2 separate regions of the Neogale vison genome follow, and region 1 is linked to region 2. Evidence: chromatin contacts called from public Hi-C data. All regions are on one chromosome and are shown on one strand. The core of a region is the stretch at or near the end of the contact, and the rest is flanking DNA. Distances in the headings are between cores, read along the strand shown. Region 1 has its middle 58 kb from the start of SSBP2. Region 2 holds the start of ATG10 (ubiquitin-like-conjugating enzyme ATG10).

Region 1 (6,397 bases), core at 140-2,639, 91 kb after region 2:
TGGATAGATTTCCAGTTCAAGACAGCAAACCTTGGGTTGCCTACTTTAGGTATATCCAACACTCTTCAGCAACCCACACCTGACTTTAAACATTAGGTGGGGGATAGCGGCCATCCCTTTCTGATCTCCAGGGTCTGAATGCTATTATACGGCCTTTCAAACTAGACACAAAGTTACTATCAGTGTCTGAGCTTCCAGCTCCTCCAGGAAAACCTGTGGCCCCCAAATGGCACCGCTTCATGAATGCCTAGCGTCAAAACCACGCAAGTCAGGCCTTGTCTTCTCCAACAGTCCGAGCAGGATTGATCACGTCCGGATAAAGTACGGAACGGAAAGGGTTAATCAGCATCCTCCTCTCCCCCTCCTCCCCAAAGCTGGGCGGCCGCGGGGTGGGGGTAGGGGGGTTAGGGAGTCGGGGAGTGGGAGTTGCCGCGCCGGGAGCGTCTCGGCGGGGGAGCAACAAACACCCAAACTGGGTAGCAGCAACTTGAACTAAACCGGAGACCTGGCTTAGAGAAAGGAGTCAGTTAAGTTTAGACCGAACGGTTTAATCAAGGTATCAGAACAGACCTATTAAAGACAGAAAAGGTAGCACATCCCTGCCCTTAAATCGCAAGGATTTCTTTTATGTGGCAGTTGAAGCCCCAAAATACATTTTATGACCCCAATGCCCTTTATTGCGAAAGATCTCAAGAGGTGTCTACAGAAATGTCCTGCAGGAGTGCAAAAAGAGCAGTGAGAGTGTGGAACGCTCCCCTCCCCCGGCGTCTTTACTTGGCCAGCGCTCCCAGGTAACCTTTGTTGCGTGGTTGGGGGACGCCAAGCGACAATCTTGGCCCCTGACGGTGCAGTATCCAAACCCTCGGAAGGCAGGACCAACTCGCCAGCCCCACTCCCCTAACCACCTATCCTGCGCCCAGCTCCAACCGCCCGCACGCCCCCTCCGCAGCCCCTTCCCCACTCCCCACCCCGGGGGCTGCCCCTGATTCCCCCCCCCTCCCCGCAAAACACACTGGCGCTCTAAACGCCCACCACCAAATTTCTAACGGCCCCAGCCTTCCAGGAAGGGAAAAGGGGAAAAAAAAAAAAAAAAAAAAAAGACCATGACATCACGGGCAGGTTTATTTGGGTTTGTTTGTTTGCTTGTTGGCTCGATTAAATACTCGTGGAAGGTGAACGTACCCCACACAGGAGAAGTTTGATGTTGACAAACTTCTGGTGGCAGCGAGACTGTGTCAGCACAACTTCCGGGATAATGAGAGCTGCTTTGCAGGGAGCGCGGCAGCGGCGGCGGGAGGCGGCCGCAGGACGGAACAGCAAATGCTATTCAGCCCGAGCAGTTTCAAGCCGCCCGAGCTGGGGAATTACTGTAGTCGAGCTACGGCTCTTACCACCGGCGCTGGATCTGGGCGCACGTTAGGGGGGGAAGCTGGAGGCACAGGGCGCCGAGAGGGGAGCTTTCAAGTTACTTTGCTCCATCCCTGCACCCGGCAGAGGCTTGCAGGCTGCGTGGTAACTGCAAACATCTTGTTCCCTGCTTCTTTGGGCGGCCTCCCTGGAACCAACCAACTTTTCTCCCCTCAAAAACTCCCTCTTTGTTTCAAATAGGACTCTCCAAAATTTATTCTTGGGAAGACTGACAGCCGGGGTCAAGAAACAGCTGTTGAAGTTAATGTTTCTTCCTCCCACTTCGTCTGATGGTTGTGCCCTGCCAAGACAAAGTGAGAGGCACTGCCTGGTGGCTCTTTAAACAGACATGCATTTAGCCAAAAAAAAAAAAAAAGAGGAGGGGGTGTAGAGGGGGTATATTTTCCTGCTTAACATACAATCTGATCAGAAATGCGACAGCATGTGCCTTTCAACTTGTGCTGATTACTTGCTGAAAAGATGTTGCAGCTTTTAGTTTTGAACACTTTGAACAGTGGGGGTAGGGATGGCGGGAGATGTGGTTGGCGCTTTCCATGCTATGGTAAAGGGGCAAAAATTTTAAATCTTCCTCTAAAACCACCTCTTACCCCCTAAGAATGGTAGAATGGCCTGGGGAAGGGAGAAAGAGTTGCATTCCTTTGCAAGGTTTAATTCACATTTCGGAATTCAAGTCATTACGCAGAACAAGGGCTTGCCTGGAGCTAGGCAAATTGTTTTTATTTGGAGACCTAGGCCCAACCTGGCCAGTGCTACCAGCGCTGGTGGCTTTCTCCAAATTAGGTCTGTCTCCTCTCCCCTTCCCCAAACCTACTCCTCTGCCTTTGCTCAGAGGACATACTTAGAAGGAAGCTACCCTCTTCTTTCTGCTGCTTTTTCTGTGAAGACTGGTTAGCACAGCTCCTTCCCCCCACTTGCTCAGCTTTTTAGAATGCCCTGTGGACTGCTGAGGGGCCCCCAGGGGTTGTCCTCCTAAGTCTCAATCCCCTAACTGAGCCCTCCCCAGGTGTCCAGCCTCTGCAGGGAGTGGGTGGGTGGGAACTCTGTTCCTTCCACATCAGAAAGCTTAAGCACTCTTCCAGCTGACCCATTCTCCTTTGGGAATGCTCCCATCACTTGGCCTCTCTCAGACACAATCATGAAGACATAAAAGGCCCTCCTTCCTCAGCACCAGGTTATCCTGTCACCACATCGCAATGCAGTGCTATCACAAAGTGATATTGCATCAGGCCCATGGATATTTTAGGAAGCTCTCGAGCTAAGTCCAACCAGCCTTTTGCGCAGGCATCAGGGCCACCCTGCCAAAATCAGGGCTGTGGAGCTGCCGGACAGGTGGTAGTGATGCCTTCTCTATTCTCAGCTCATTACCCACTTACCCCCACCCCCATCCTCCCAACCAATCAGATCCACTTGGTAGCTTCCTCACCCCCTCTTTGCCTCCCTCCCAGAGGCCACCACCTTTGTTTTCCCTCATAGCTCTCCGCAGTGTTCAGGTGACCTTCTGATATATTTCCTGTTTTTCTGCCTGTTGTGGTCATTCACTGAGATCTTAATTAGTATTTGTTCTTATTAACTACAAATCGACTGAATTACACATGGAGTTGCTTGGGCTGCTCCACACGCAGCCTCCGGCTTGGGTGTCCGCAGGCCTCTTGGCTTGTTGGCCTTGGGACCACTTTTCACATTCTCTCAGACTCGGGTTGCCCAGCTGGGCTGACACAGTGGCAGTGGCCAAGAGTCACTGCAGCACCCTCCACAAGGGCCCCTTCCCGGATTCCTGCTCCTGCAATCCAGCAGCCAACTGACTTACATTCCTTCTGCTTTATTGTTCTCTGTCCTTAGAGAGGCCGACTCTCAGCATAGAGCAGGGCTGTGAGGCAGACCTCCGCTGATCCTGAAGTTGTAATTCCCCACTGCTGGCTCCTGCAGTTTTATGACGGCCTCCTTTTTTTCTTAGATTGACAGACCTAAACCTCCAGTGTAGAGGCCTGCTACAGCACCCTTAAAGACTTCTTTGTGTGGAAATGTAACCTGAGGGCAAAGTCAGCCTCACTCCGGGAAAGGCACATTCTCCTGCCACAGGGAAGCACTGGGCTGGGAAAATGCCCGGATTTCTCCTAGACAGCTACCTAAAGCCTCACAGGGACTTTTTTTTTTTTTTTTTTTTTAAGTTTGGGGGGTGGGGGTGAGGCATTGGAAATACTGTAGATGGAGACCTGTAGTGGCTGTTCAGGGGAACTCTACATGAAATCAGAGGAATGAGATGTCTTTCCTTTAGGGGGTGGGGCGGGTGTCTAAAAGCAATCACTCCAGAAGCACCTACATACTCTCCAGGTTAGGATGTCCCCTGCTGGGGTGGCAGTTGGCATTGTTTGCTACTCTTGGAGCTGATGCTACCTTGCCTAAATGGAATGCCTTTGGATCACTTAGACAATCTGATCTATTTACACAGGTGTTGGGTTAGACAAATTACTCCAAAAAGCAAGGGTAAAAAGATACAGAATCTTCATTTATCATGCAGGATTAAAGTCAGATTTAAATCAGGTAGAAATATTAAGGGATTTAGAGCCCAAGTCTTTTTCCAAAGAGGGAAAAGGACTAGAGAATCCTCTTTGTTGAAATAACAATCAGGAATGTAGCATGTTATGTTTGGAGGTTTGGTGTTTTTTTCTAAATCTACCTTTTAAATGTTCACTTATATTTTCAATCAGTCAAATAGAACAGTACTAGGAAATTTGGTTATCAAATGTAGATGATTAGGCGAGAGGAAAGTGTGCCCTTGTCATAACAGAGAGCTCCCTGTAGGAATTGGGCCAGTGCCGCAATTAAGGGACAGGTAAGATACAGCTAGAGAAGATGAATCTGGAATCAGGAAGAGATTAGAAAGATATCAATATAGTTCATATGAAATTTAGTTGAGATGTTCAGTTCTGTAGCCCCGGGAACAGGAGTTACTAGGATAGAGAGTTTAACACGATGCTTTTAGTCAATGTTTTGGAAAAATGTATTCTCACAGACTCAGGAACATGGATAGTGAAGGAAATAGAAACAAGAAGATGTCCTTAGATAGTGTCTGAGATTACAGAATGTGGATAGGAATAAAATACACAATGTAATTATTTTCCCTTTTCCTGCTAAATGTAGACAGAAGTTTAATTTAGGATTAAAAGGCTCACTGATCTCTAGCTTTTCCTCCAGTTATCCCATCCATACTCCAGTTCTGGTTTTTGGCAGAGCTACAATTGTCCTTTGTAGGGAATTGCATGAACTCCTGTGTTGGTTTTCTAATGTGGGAAAATGTCTACTAGGGAGGCTAAGACCACCAAACTAGTTTCATTATGACCCAAGGTACACTTAAATCCAGCCCTTCAGTGGTGGGCAACTGGCCCAGCACAGTCTTCCTCTATAGTGTTCATTAAAATGTTATTTACATTTTACAGTATGGTCCCAAACCATAAGTTGGGATTTTTATCTTGGCAAATAGAAAAAGAATGCTCTCGTGATATCTTGGCTTGCAAAGTTTTAACTTCTACTATGGACCTGCTGGTGATTTGCAAAACAAAGTCATAGCATATGAAAAAGAGATCTTCTATTTCAGTTCAAATTTGTTGGCTGGGAAGTGAATAATAAAAGAAAAATTCAGGATCACACAATTAAACTTATTAGCCAAATAGATTTTTAACTTTTGCCTTGTCAAAAGCACACAATCAATAGCTCTGAAGAAAGTAAACTTTATACATTGGCCCTGAACCTACTGCAAAGGCAGTGAACTCATCTTCATAACTATCCTCATTTTTTTGCCTTGGAATTCTCATTCATGTGACCAGAATTATTCCAGATCAAAAACAACATCACTGGGGCCCTGGGAGGCTTAGTTGGTTAAGTGTCTGCCTTCAGCTCAGGTCATGATCCCAGGGTCCTGGGATGGAGCTCTGCATCTCCACAGTGGGCTCCTGCTCAGTGGGAAGTCTGACTATCACTCTTCTTCTCCCTCTGTCCCTCTCACCTTGCTGATGTCCTCTCTCTGTGTCTCAAATAAATAAATAAAATCTTTAAAACAACAACAACAACATTATTAATCCCAGTCACTTTTAGGTGAACCAAACTGTCTGGATTTTTACCTCAACAAGCCAAATTAAATTAACATTCTAATGACGTGTTTCTGGCATTGTTCATGCTTCATAAAGAGTAACTCACTTTATTTGACTCAAGGCAACAATGCTAAACAAGTGATTCAAAAAAATGAATCTTTCCCAGGTTTGGAAATTAAGTTTCCTTGAGTTCTTCTGAGACAACAAAGGTTCTTCAGGATCTATAAGTAACTATATGATGCTGCCACCTTTCCAAGACAACCATTAAGAATTACACGTAGATAAATAAAAACTAAAAGAGAGAGAGAGAGAGAGAAGAATTATAGCTAGCTCCAGTTACGAGAACAATGTTTTGCAACATTCTCATGAAGGCCAAATGAACATCAGAGGCCATCTCTCAAATGGCGTTAGGCCAAACATCTAAGACCTCCGAAGATGCCTGACATTGTGCCATGTCATCACAGTCAAATGCTGGATAGGCCATTCTCATCTGAGTTTCACTGACTACCAGTAAGGGGTATGTGTAGAATAATAAGTGATTCAACATTAGCCTCCAGTTAGAACCTAACATGCCTAAAAACATTCCAGGGAAATGGGTTTGGGGAATGTATATCAAAGACGGCATAAGCTCTTCACTGTCAACATCCTGGTGATATCCAGTTGGGGAGCTGTCTTAATTCTGTCGTTTATAAAATTCTAGGATTACTGTGATTACTATATGGAACTCTCAGCTGAAAACAATGAGCCCTTTCTCAGTAGCATGGTGAATGAGGTCAACTACAGAGGATTTTTTAAAAGCAAAATTTAGAGAAAAGAAACCACTTTACTGACCCAAGAGCTTTTGTTGACAAACAGCAATCTGACCCTGACAGTTACACCGT
Region 2 (6,394 bases), core at 2,271-4,770:
AGGGCTGCTGGGAGGAGGGTAGGCGTGGAGAGGGTGTTGAGGTCATGGACATTGGGGAGGGTAGGTGAAATGGTGAGTGCTGTGAAGTGTGTAAGCCTGACGATTCACAGACCTGTACAACTGGGGCAAATAATACATTATATGTTAATAAAAATAATTAATACAAAATTTCTTTAAAATAAATTACCCCCCCAAAAAGAAGATACAGAAAAAATCAGCACTGTATCAGAAGCTACACTCAGTGCTCCTCTGAAAATAGCTACTGATGCATTTTTAAAATATACTACCAAGTGCCATTAAAAAAAAATAGTAGTTGGACATTTTTTAATGAAAGAGGCAATCCCCTTTTCTCTTGCAAAGTCTTCATTAACAACTAGATTAATGCCCTGTCTTATTTCCACAAGCTTTCATTACGTTCACTTGGCACCTACAATATCTTAACCATTTGCTATGTGTATGTATCCTCACAAAAAGGAATGTCAAATTATTTCCTGGGAAAATCAGAGAAGACTTTAAAAGAGGGAGTCTGAAAGAGCTGAATTCAGTTCTTTAAGGACTTATATGTGAGTAAAGGCTTACCAAGTAGAGACAAAGCCATGCCGAAAAGATGGAAGAGCTTCTCAACACAGGGCCTGAAAAGTTTGCTAAACTTTAAAAATAAAATGGCAATACTGGAGCATAAGGTGGGTAGTAAAGTACAGGCAGATATGGTCCAATGGTTTCCAACATTAGGAGGGATCATTCTCAAAGGGGTTATCTGGAAATGGGTGAGATCACAGTAGGCTGTCACAAAGAGGAGGACTTCTAAATTTGCAATTTAGTGCTCAGGGGCCAGATACAATGAACACCCTACAATGTATGAGATGGCCCATCGAAATGCCAGTTGAGCCCCCTTTAAGAAACACTGGGAAGTAGGTTAAAACTTAACAAAGTCTAGGGTGCCTGGGTAGCTTAGTTGATAAGCATCTGCCTTCAGCTCATGCCATGATCCCACAGTCCTCTGATTGAGCCCTGCATCCAGCTCCCTGTCAGTGGAGAGCCTGCTTCTCCCTCTCCCCCTGCTTGTGTTCCCTTCCTGTCTCTCTCTCTGTCAAATAAGTATTAAAACAAAACAAAACAAAAACCTTAACAAAGTCTAGAAAACTTAACCATAAGGTTTCTTAGCAGAACTTTGATATCTGAAATCCCAATCTACATTTGACTCGATATATACTGACCTCCAAGGAAGCTGTGTTTTTCCTGAGAAGTGGTGTGCTTTTCTTTCTTTTTTGCCACCAAGAAGCTGAGAATTTAGCCTATGGAGAGGCCGGTGATTTGGAGGAAGGAAAGCTGTTTACTGATAAACCCAAAACTCTTGAAAAATTCCATTTAAAGCAGTGGGCAGTAAGAATCCATTGTAGGTCCTTGAGCTAGGTAAAGACGCTTTTTAAAAGTTTTCTCTGAAGGCTATTAAATGAGAGTGATATGAATTAACCCTAACCTCAAAGCTAAACTTATATTAGTAAGTACTCTTCCTGGATTCTGTAAACCTATGAGATCAGCAATTCAATGCCTGAGCTACCAGGTTCTTTAGAGGTGACTCTTGGTTTTGCAGTTTTCAGCAACTTCTCCCTAACCTGGATGCTTTTAGGTAGTTTATTCTCCATTCCCCTACTTTCCAGTAGTTTCATACTGTCTGCTAAGTATGTTAGCAGTCTGCTAAGCCCCTAAAGACATTTGTTTTCAACACATAATCACTAAATAATCTCTACAGCACCTTGTTGTTGTTATGGTTCCAGACTATGTTTATGATTCAAACACTGCCTCCAGGGTCCCAAACACATCAAGATATTAATAATCTAATCAAACCCAGACTTACACAATCTACTTATGTAAACTTTACCTGACATATTTTTCCTAAAGTGTTGCTTATTTTTCTCAGAAATTTATAAGCATTGGGAACTATCAATTTATAATTTGTCATAAAACATTATGACCAACTTGATTGCTTCGTGATGTAGCAGTTAATATTAAATAAAGGGGTAAAGGAAGTGGCGATGGGAGAAGGTAAGGAGAAATAATCTTGTAATAGTCTATCTATATCCAAATGAATCCATTGTAGAACTAGAAACTATTTCCACTAACTTCAATTAAAATACCAGTAACGATTTTTAATCCTTGTAATTACAATGCCTTAATTCGAATTTCTCAATGCTCAACATTTCCTTTTTGATTAAATTTTCATTTTGTACATGTTTCCTTTTGTCCATATTTGACTCTTCAGAAGCAAGAAGTTAAGGATTCTACTTGAGGTCCTCTAATGTGGCTGAGTATTATAAAGGGCCTATGTTTTCCAATTCTAAAAAGTACAAACTAAAGCTTTTGCCACTAAAGAGTAAGGCCCCTGTTAAACTGTAATTTTTTTAAGTTATAAACATAATTCTCTCAAAGAGAGCCTGTGGCAAAGATTTATTGAACTCATGATGGAGTAAGCTGAATGGTAAAAATTATAAAAATCTTGGAAATAGGGCAATAAAGCCACAATCTTCAGGAGTGTGTGTGTTTTTTTTTTTTCCTCCCAGTCAGAAATAATTTGCATCTCCATTACACACACACAGGAAAAAGAAAGAGCTGGGCCTGGGTCCTAATCAGTACTATGTCAAGCAAGAGTACAGTCCCCTAGATAATTAATTCAGCCTCAGGTGGGCCTCTTAGGCAAGGTTACATTCTGCGCTATTCTTTTGCTTTTCCTAGATGTTTATAAATTTTTGTCCTCATAAATGTTTCTATGAATCAGTTAACTACCCCCAATGCATGGTATCACATACTATGAGTGGAAAGGTTATTTGGAAGACGAAAAATTGTTGGCTAAAAATATTAACTTAGTCCCCCAGATACTTAATGAATCTGAAACCCCTTCAACTTAAGTGGAACTTAGCCACTGGAATCATGAGCAACTTGATACCCTTTGTTGCAATGTTACACAGACAGACTTGATATCCCTGCGCTGGTCTAACGCACAAGGCAGCGACTATCCACGTTTGCGTGAGCGCTCAGTCGTGGTCCAAGAGTGCCGGTCACGCGGGGCGCGCGGGCCTTCCTTCCCCCTGCCACCCACCCCCTACTCTCTCGCTCCACGACCGCCGGGATTCGGCCTACATTTCACTGGCGAGAGCCCGTTTCCCACTCTTTTGTTAGGGCTGGGCTGTTCCCCGCGTACCCGCACCCGCCCTTCCTCACCATCCCAGGAGTGGGGTGAGGACCGTGCGGGAAGCACAGCCGGGAAAAGAGGTCAGCAAAGGCTGTGGGAATACTCACCCCGCTCCGCTCGGCCCCTGACCCCGCCGCCCAGCCTGGCGCAGGCGGGGCAACGGAGCGGGGGGGCGGGGAGCCGGGGTGAGGTGCCCAACGCTCTGTCAGCTGCCGTCGGCCCGCAGCCCCAGGGAGGAGAGTGATAGGCTCTCAGGGGCCACGGAGATGACAGCAGAGGAGCGGAGGGAACGCGCAAAGACGCCCTCCAAGAGAGAGACCTAAACCTCCCTCACCCAGGGCCGCCGCAGCGACCGAATCAGAGCATGCGCACCAGCTTCTCCCGCGCACTACGGGGCCAGGCTCACGCGGGGGGGCTGACGTAGCGGGCCGCGCGCGCAGAACCCGGGCCAGGGGGCGTGACCTTCCCGCTGCCCTGGACCAGTGAGCCGAGTCTCCGCCCCTCGCCTCCCAGGCCCCAGGAACTGAACGTGAGCTGGGCGCTCTGAGTGCACAAAGGCGGCCCATTAGGGAGGTGTGATAGGCAAGCCGAAACCTGGGAGGGGGGGTGGTGCCAGCAGTTTTAACGGTCGCTGCACCCTTTCTTCCAACAGATAGCCAAATATCTGCAAAATAAATGAATAAGGCTAGAGCAAAAACCTTCTCCGAGGCTGGAGATCCAAGCCGGCCAAAGCGCACAAACGCACACACAGTAAAACTATTGTAAGCACCACGACAATTAAGCACAAACACGACTACCTCCTTCAAAACGGAAGGACCGAGGTAGAAGTTAGCATTTCGAGAATTACAATAGAACCATCTGTGGCACATAGCTCAGGGGAAAAAAAAGAGAAAAAAAAAATCAAGCAAAAGAATTAAAATGGGGAGGGGGGGGAACGGTGGGATAAAGAAAAGACCACAGAAAGATGTAGGAGTAACATGGGTGATGGAATTGAAATACTGAAATACAACAGCAGACATCTGAGGGAAAACTAGCATCTGTTCCTTTTATCACAACAGAATTACATTTGTGTGAAAAGAAAAAAGTAAACACAGGCAAAGAAGTGAAAGGAAAACCTGCCTTCAAACATTACAGGGCACGGTTATGATCTCGTACCACAGTTATGTAAGATGTCACCATTGGAGAAAGCTAGGCGATGGGTACACAAGATTTTGTACTATTTTTGTGGTTTCTTGTGAGGCTACGATTATTTCAAAATAAAAAGTTCTTAAAAAGGGACAGAACACTGATGAATGGTGACCAGGGAATGGGGTTGACTAAAAAAGAGCTTGAGGAAATTTGGGGGAGGGGGTAATGCAACTGTTCTATACTTTCAGGGTGTTAGTGATTACACGGTTGTTTGGTTTGCAAGAACTCATAAAAAGGATAGATTTTACTGCATGTAAAATAAAACTCAATTTTAAAAGAGATACTGCTAGGAGTGCCTTCGTGGCTCAGTTGGTTAAGTGTCTGCCTTCAGATCTGGGATTGAGGTCCCCCCCACCCCAGTGCTTATCATCATTGGGCTCCCTGCTCAGTGGGGGATCAGTTTCTCCCTCTCCCTCTCATCCTCCTTCCAGCTTGTGTTCTCTTCCTCTGTCACAAATAAATAGATAAAATCTTATGGGGGGAAAAAAAAGGATACTGCTAGTAAATGAATTTCCTAACATTTGAGCAGCTATGGATATAAATGAACTAGATAGCTGCCAATTGAAAGTATTCACTTTTTGGGGGGGTGTTGGTAAAGGGCAGTGAGTTCTGACTGAGAACTTTAGTGGATGGATGTTTCCTTCAACTTTAAGCAGTTATTCAAAAAACAGAACTTTCACATACAAAAATAAGAATGTGTTGCTTGGCATTGTATTCAGTAATCTAGAAACACTTTCATGCATCAACAATATCATGTTAACAAAAAAAAGGGGGGGTTTGGGGGGGTTGGGGTTTTTTTTGTTTTTTTGGTTTTTTGTTTTTTTGGTTTTTTATTTTGCACTTGAGATGATCTTAAGTTTTGTAATTCACCTGCCAACACCAAAGAAACAAAACAAAATAAATCAGGTAACTTCCATATACTTCCTTTCATCATATCACTCGTGGAAAGGAATAGTACTGACCTACTTATGTTTATGTTATGTTTATGGCCCCTACAACAATACAGAGTGCTTTAGGGCAGGGTCTGTCATGATTGCATAGCCAGTCTCTTGCAGAGTTCGTCACTAGTAATAAGTATTTGTTGAATAAAACAATGGGTTAATCACAAAAAGAGAAGGAAACTAAAATTTATTGAGAACCCACTATAAGCCAGAAGCTTAGTTTAGTTTAGTCAACCATATGATAGCCACACAAGATACCCATTTTATAGATATGAAAACTAAGACTAATGATCAAATCCCCATTCCTTATTTCATTGGATTTCTCAGTTTCATTTGACATGTTGATCACATCTACGAAGTCTTGCTTCCTTTAGCTTCCATAAAACCACAGTCTCCTGATTTTCCCTCTAGCTACTTGACCACTCCTTTACTTACCCTCACAGGAGTCTATTTGTCCATCGCAAATATAATATTAATTCACAATATTCTTTAGGTAGTACAGTCCAGGAATGGGACACAAGTCTAAAATTACTACTGGGTGGCTCAGTAGGTTGAGCATTCAACTCTTGGTTTTTGGCTCACGTCATGATCTCAGGATCCTGGGGTGGAGCTCTGGGTTAAGTCTGGCTCCAGGCTGAGCAGAGTCTGCATGAAGATTGTCTGCCTCTTCGTCTACCCCTCCCTCCTATTCACATGCTCTTTCAAAATAAAAGTAAATAAAAATCTTTTTTTTTTTTAAGATTTTTATTTCTTTATTTGAGAGAGAGAAATAGCAAGTGAGTGGAGCACATGCAGGAAGAGAGGGAGAGGGAGAGGCAGACTCCCCACTGAGCAGGGAGACCGGCATGAGGCTTGATCCCAGGATCCCAGGATCACAACCTGAGTTGAAGGCAGATGCCCCACTGACTACGCCAGCCAGGAACCCATACAAAAATCTTTAAAATTGTATGGTAAATGTCTTATTTTCTCAATCTTGTCAGTTCATATCAGTTGTACATTTTCTTCCTGCTCATATCCCACAGGCCACACCAAGATACAAAGAAGGTAGGAAATGCAGTCATAGCCGAGAGCTCAG

What was found. Hi-C and Micro-C count contacts between places; a contact is called where the count stands out from the background.
Region 1: a Hi-C map of muscle shows a contact between it and region 2, with 5 times the contacts expected there. The contact joins the enhancer-like site here to the promoter of ATG10 in region 2. A contact is called at or near these places in 2 of 3 Hi-C or Micro-C datasets (fibroblasts and muscle).

Annotation. Positions count from the first base shown.
Region 1 is chr1:209,827,937-209,834,333 of ASM_NN_V1, forward strand. No RefSeq gene overlaps it. Among named protein-coding and RNA genes, the nearest start is that of SSBP2, 58 kb to the right of the region's middle. Within about 2 kb of position 1,390, the one cell type or tissue checked has open chromatin away from gene starts, as enhancers often do. A contact at or near this core is called in fibroblasts, where this site is marked.
Region 2 is chr1:209,734,397-209,740,790 of ASM_NN_V1, forward strand. ATG10 (ubiquitin-like-conjugating enzyme ATG10) reads right to left here and starts at 3,521. Exons shown (of 9, transcript XM_044266130.1): 1 at 3,298-3,521; 2 at 1,218-1,295.